Linked DNA regions of Danio rerio: region 2 is linked to region 1. A link is a contact called in public HiChIP or PLAC-seq data. All regions are on one chromosome and are shown on one strand. Each heading gives the region's core, a stretch centred on a gene start, on an enhancer-like site or on the middle of the called end of the contact. The rest is flanking DNA. Distances are from core to core; before and after follow the strand shown.

The links. HiChIP or PLAC-seq counts read pairs in DNA pulled down with a chosen protein or histone mark.
Region 2: a contact with region 1 is called in an H3K4me3 HiChIP or PLAC-seq map of gastrula embryo, with 4 times the contacts expected there. The contact joins the promoter of dyrk1b here to the promoter of zp3d.1 in region 1. A contact is called at or near these places in 1 of 18 Hi-C or Micro-C datasets (embryo) and 2 of 4 datasets of contacts at active chromatin or transcription factors (caudal fin and gastrula embryo).

The regions. Positions count from the first base shown.
Region 1 is chr16:46,487,776-46,491,223 of GRCz12tu, forward strand. It overlaps zp3d.1 (zona pellucida glycoprotein 3d tandem duplicate 1), which reads right to left and starts at 1,551. Exons shown (of 9, transcript NM_199838.1): 1 at 921-1,551. The coding sequence starts at 1,457.
Region 2 is chr16:46,573,204-46,576,651 of GRCz12tu, forward strand. It overlaps dyrk1b (dual-specificity tyrosine-(Y)-phosphorylation regulated kinase 1B), which reads right to left and starts at 1,673. Exons shown (of 12, transcript NM_001168265.1): 1 at 1,188-1,673.

The DNA.
Region 1 (3,448 bases), core at 301-2,800:
ATCAAAATCATTTAGTAGAATGTATTTTAACTATATTAAAATATGCTGTAAAAGTTAAAAAATAACATGCATTTACTTTAAACAAACTCAAACTGGCACCAATTCACAATGTTCTTAGACAAAGTACACATGAAAAATACTTTATTAAAGAATAAAATTAGTTTGATTTACTCTTTTAAAATTAGTGTTTGCTGTAAATACATTAAAATGCATGAATAGTATGACTGAGTTCTAGCATATTTTTTTTAAAAAGTGCAATTATGTATATATATATATATATATATATATATATATATATATATATATATATATATATATTTTTTTTTTTTTTTTTTACCAATTGTACTTTTAGTATGCCTTATAATAAATACATTAAAATGCAAACCAACACATTTAGAATGCACTTTCAGGATGTTATTTGTTGTAATTGTGCTTTAAACATACTATCTACATTTTAGGTACATTGGTAAAATATTTAAGAGCACTTCTTTTTCACCTGGGTAGTGTTTGAACTTAAATAGTTTATAGAGGTAAAGTTGGTTATATATTTGCACATTCGTTTATCCCTTCATTCACAAGTCTCTATATTGTGTACCATGCTGCTTTGAATATTCGATCGGAATTAGCAGAAAAGTATGACTAAATTAACACTATCTAATTGACTGTGAACAATGTTGTACTTTGATAGTCATTGGCTGCTTACATGATTTGCCCTTTTTAGAATTTGCAAAGAATACTTGAATTATGAAACAATGTTATTAAGGAGATTGTCTGAATATCCGAATATAAAACTAACTTTACCTCATTAAATAGTTTGTTGAAATTGGTTTCCTTAATTGGTTTGAGTTACCTTAACTTTTTGCAGCTTTTTTTTTTTTTACAGTGTCCTTGACTTTATGAGGTTAACGTTCAGTACTTACCATTAACGAGCTATCACAGTCATTGAGGTCATAATGGAAATAAAAGAAGTAGTCGTCGAAACGAGAGACGGGACAGGTTCCCAGTTGAAAGGCAGACGGTGAACTCCTGAATCCGAGCAGACTCTTGTTCAGGCGCACAGAGACTTTCCTGTAGCCGCACCAGACCTCCACTCCCCGGGCGTTGCGCGCGGGAGACACCTGGACGCGCGGAGCGCTCACTGGAGGTGTTAAAATACTTGTCAACAGCCGCGGAAAGTGTCTATTCTCGGACACAGGTCTGAACAGCTCCATGTCAACTAAAGGAACCGGATAATCCTGGAACATTGGGAAAATATGATAGGGGGGCATAATCGGAGGATTCCTTATAAACTCGCTGCCTGCTCCAGTCCACGGCCTGACCGCGCCGAGCAGCTGCTCCGTGGACGCGACATCTCTATATGCTCGGTGACCCCCGGGAGCCTGAGCGTGAGTTTTGGCGAATTGCAGCAGTCCAAGAAAGTACAAACAACAAGAAAAATACAAACTCACGCGCTCCATGATTAATATTAACGCTTAAATGTGACATAAAGGGAGTCAAACGCCGCCGAGAGGAACGCTGAGGCGCGCGACCTGCGGACACCTGTTGATTGATGACGTCACGGCTAATTGCTCGCTCTTTTTTACTCGGGTATGAGCGACAGCTTACAAGGTAAATATTTCATTCATTAACACAAATTTGCGCAATGTATACCAAAATGCAATATCTTTTTATTAGAAATGGAAACTTTGAAGTGAACTTTTGAGGGATTTAATGTTAGATTTCATAAAGGAATTTTTCTCTGGTACAGATCCCCCGCTGTAGTCAATGATTGTACCCTAAGTTATTATTTTTGTTTTTATGTATATAAGTATTATGTAATAATTTTTTCTCCCCCACACCTGTTATATTTTTGCTTTATTATTTCCGGTTGTGTTTTTGCAATTCTTGTAATGTTCCTGAATATAGCATATATCTGAATTTATATTATTACTTTACGTAATGTTTCAAAGCTTATAATAATAATAATAAACTCGGGCATGGGAAATTTTACATTCACAGAGGTTCCTTAAATAAATCCAATCTTTATAGACGTCCTGTGTAAAATAGAACATTTAATTAAATCACTTAGATTAATTGAAAATAAGAAACTTGCTTCTTTCTTGAGCAAATATGAGACCGTCATGCTACTTGAATATTTACCTCTTTTTAATACAATATTTCTTTTAACTTTTACAAAACAATGTATTATTATTTTTATTATTTATGTATTGTATTGTGGTTTTGCTCCTTATCTTGTGTATCTAATGTGGTTATTGTGTAAAATAACTGTTATCTTTTACTGTATTCTATGTTGTATTATACAGTTTCTTGAAGTTAATTTAAAAAACTCGGGCAAGAGCTTTAATTATTAATTGCAACATTATGAAATGTTTACAATAACAAAACAATTAAAAAAATTGTGAAACTTCATAATGACTTTTTAAAGTGTTATAAAACTTGGCAGCTTTGCCTCTGTAATTCTTTTTAATACTTAGGCTTATTTTATATTTTTTAATTGTCTCTGACTTATGTACTAAATTTTTTTTAATTTTTTTTTTAATGAATTGTTTGAATATGCAGAAAACGAGCAATGAACGTAAATAGGCCTATATTTTCCTCATGTTGCTCAAGAAAAAAAATATATATATACACACACATTTATACACACATATAAATATATATACATACATACATACATTTATATATATATATATATATATATATATATATATATATATATATATATATATATATATATATATATATATATATATATATATATATTGTGGTTTATTTATTTCCAAAACTAAAAACTATATAACCTATATATATATATATATATATATATATATATATATATATATATATATATATATATATATATTAGTTATAAGTTATAGTTATGAATGGTTTAGATGCAAAAATCTAAGTGCCATCTAAAGTTTTTTTTTCTAAAATTAGCTTTTTTTCTGTATTAAATTCAGTATTTTCACTTTTATTGCAAATGATAGGTTATTTTCATCACTTTTAACATGAAATAACTGAACATAAACATAAGAGGCTGAGAAAAATTTTAAGTTTTTAAAAGATGTCTAAGAGACGTCTACACATAGTCGTTTTAGCCAAAAAGGCCAAATTCGGGCTTTCAATGAAAATCTAATAGACGTCTAAAAATAGGCCAAAACTAGACGTCGGCGTCAAATAGACAGAAATGAATGACTACACATATAAAGTATGTCTAATCTGGGCTATTCTTAGATGTCTATTAGATTTTCACTGACAGTCCAAGCCTTAGCCTTGTTTTAGCCAAGCTGTCTACCTTTAGATGTCTAATAGACGTCTATTAAACACTAAATTGTTTGCTGGGAAAGTAAATGCGAGTGTGTTGCGAGTAAGTTCATGTTCATTACTTTCTGTCAGATAATCTTTGTTGATTACTTGTATGTTACATTTCTGCTGTTTGGTTATA
Region 2 (3,448 bases), core at 423-2,922, 86 kb after region 1:
TAACACATTCACAATATGCATGCTTAGACCATTCCCAAAGGTGACAGTGTCTAATGATGCAGTGAGAAGGCTGATCGAGATGGCAACATGCAAAAGAAGAACAGAAGCACAAAGTGTGTCCATTTTGAACCGGCATTGCTACTTCAGCACCACAGCAGAAGCCTTGCAGAAAACGCTATGGAGATGAGGGGTGTAGGCATAAGCCAGATTTATCCACACTCACTGGGCTAAATAGAGACCTGGGTGAATATGCCACATCCAAATGTATTCTAGAGGTGGACAGTAATAAGAATCGACCATATATCTTCACCTACAAGCAACATGCTCGTGCACGTATGAACATTAGGAAGAAAATTGTAACGTCACCCTCTTTATGGAGATGCCTGGAATAAAGTCGCGATTTAACTAGCAAAATGACCTAGGATGATCTTATGGTTTGTGAAACAGTAAATGTATTAACGAATGCACTGAAAACCAATACGATATCTGTCAGATTTCAGTAGCTTTCAGGCATTCTGTGCACAAGATTTGCATCCCATGCAACACCGCAGTTTTGCATTAATGTAATTGTGGCCGAACTAATGCTCTGTGATTTTACCCTCTTTTTTCCTTTTAAACAAGCATTAAATGACGACTGGGTGTCTAAAGCAAACGTGATGGGCTAACCTGACTCATCAATCTGAGTAATGAAAAGCGATAATCGAAAGATGCATTGAAGGTCTCATAATCGAACATGTTCATGGGTGCATGGCTGCAAAAACGCGATCCATGCAGTGGATTTGACCGATGCTTATTTTGCACATATATCACATAATAAGCGGTTTAGCGGCCGTAATGGTTGGGGAAAGATGTTGTGCATGGTTTTAATCATTGCAAATCACATCCACTGACAAGCAACCTGGCTGCCATGAGTTGAGCCGCTGCTCTCTGGATGGCACCGGGAGGATAACGTTTAAACACCTGCCCATGGTCTTTTGCATCTGACCCAGTTTACATGAAGTAACAAGCCGTATACACACACACATACACACAGATGTCCCCACTCCCTCCCCATTCCCCTGCCCAAAGCCCCGGCCTGTGTGCATCAGGCGTCTTCGGGAACACGGTGTCTTGCAGGAACCGGCTGGGAGCATCTCGTTTGAAAGACACGTTAACGGTACTAGTGAAGAAACCAACTGTAGTCTTACCTCAGCTTCGTGTCCAGCTTCCCGAAGCAGCCATTACCAGTATTCCTCCTCTACCGTCCGAACCTCCGCCACACAGGTACCGGGGCGGACCGAAAAACCGGCAAAACGACCCCCCTCCCCCCGAACCGCCACCCCTTCGGACGGGTTGCTGCGATCGTCTTCCGAAAAAGACGAACCGCGCACGCTGTAGTCTTGTAGAGGCTCTACAATCCCTCTTCAGCACATTTGTTTGTATTTTCTCAGTTTCCCAAAAGCACGGAGAAGCGAGGCGGCGGCGTCTTCAAAACCCCCGGCGCGGCCAACCGCCAGTCCGGTGAGCAGCAGTACATGCAACCGTGACAGCCGCCTCTTGGTGGTCCGCGATATTCCGCCTTATCGTGGTGTCTTCTGGAGCTCGTTCAGAAGCAGCTCGCGGTTAGTGCTGGTGCGGGTCTCGGCGGCTAGCGCTCAGGCTAACCGCGCTCACATCGCCCAGCAGCGGCAGTGTAGTAGCGGCGCGCTCGCGGTGCAGTTGCAGCAGCAGAGAGGGGGTGGAGGGGTGAGAAGAAGAGTGATTAAATGAAAAAAGGAAAAAGAAAGAAAAACGGATGAACTAAAAACTGGGGTTTCTTCGTCGCACCGCGATGTGCATTCGCCAGGGACCCCCCCCTCACTGCCCGTTAATCTCGGATCGGCTCCGCGGCTGCTTGTCGCTGGAGAGGGTCTGCACGGTAAAGCGCGTCCCCGCTACAAAGCGCGCTCGCTTCAGTGTGTGTGCAGTGTTCACAAAATGGCCGCCTAAACAAACCCGACAACGGGCTGCACCCAGCGGCTGTTAGCGTGATTTGCCTCGGCATTTGCTTGTGCAGGGGAGGAAAACGATGCGTTTACGGGAATAATAATTTAGAAAACGCGCAATGGAGTGGCTTTTTGGCCCGCTTCGAGCAATTATAAAGTGTTAAGTTCCTTGAAGCCAAGGCATATTGAACAATGCCGAGGCAATGTAGAGGTGAAGTAGCTTTACTTACAGAGCTAACGTTAACCGGAGACCACCATAAATGGTTATGACGATGACTAAGAAAACTTATCTTAATTTAGCACAATATCTGTCTTTTAGCACAACAGGTGGTGGGACTGCGAAAAGTTTTCTGATTAACATTTTTGGGTTTTACACGTGCATTACATGAGAAGAAGTCACATTTTAGTGTTCTGGCGCTCAAAGAATGGGATTTAACAGCAGAAGCGGGATAACACGTTGTAATGCTTTTAAACATGCCATATAACATTTCTCCTTAGCCAGAAAAATTAACGTTATATTAGTGAATATTGACACTGGAAAACAGTTGCTTAAAAATATCTGTTGCATAGTCACATCGTGCACGCGCCTAATCAGAATAGTGGGGGTACGCGCTCCTTGAGGAAGAGTTTATCGAAAAGGGGGTCGTGCAATGGATGTGGAGCTGATTGAGTTATCTAAGGTCTTTATACACATCCTCTTTCATCACTATTACATGAATTCCTTTGTTTCATACCGATGGCACCATTTAAAACGGTCTAAATGTGTCATGTGCCAACAGGATAAAAAGACAAGGTCACAAATATGACCAACTCCCCCACACAAGACATTCACCGCAAACATATTTACAGATCTGCATTGTTCATAACCTTTCTGTCGCATTGTAAGCGTCTCCTACGTCCGTAGGAGTTTTGTGGGAACGATTAGACCGTGCGCGAAATGGACCCTTATGTTTCCCCCCTCTACAATTTTAAACATGTTGGAGTCCCCCCGTAGTTTACCACAAAACAAAAAAGTATATGTATTAATAATATATGAATTAACCGAAGCGTCAGGTCAACCTAGGTTACTAAAATTTAAACATGCAGGAAGTTCGTCATCAAATTCAAGGTGAAAGTTCACAGCGCTACCTTTACCTCTGTCTTACATTCCGATCTTACGCCATCTAGTGGTTAAAGAAAGAAGTAGAGTCAGTTCATATCTTCAGTTGCACTGAAAACGATGTATAAAATAGTTCAATACATTTTTACTACTAATTTTACTAAAAATATTTACTATTAAAACATTTGGTTATAATACATGCATAAATTTCTATTTAATAAAAAAACGAAATTTTAAATGTTTTCTTTTTTTGCTTGTTTCTGAACCCATGATGAAAATCCTCTATTGTCAGCTGTTTGGTCAGAACTGTGTGTAGGTATATTGTGTCCACAGTCATATTGGGATGATAGAAACACAACAAGTCTCTTTCTTAAAATTTCCTGAG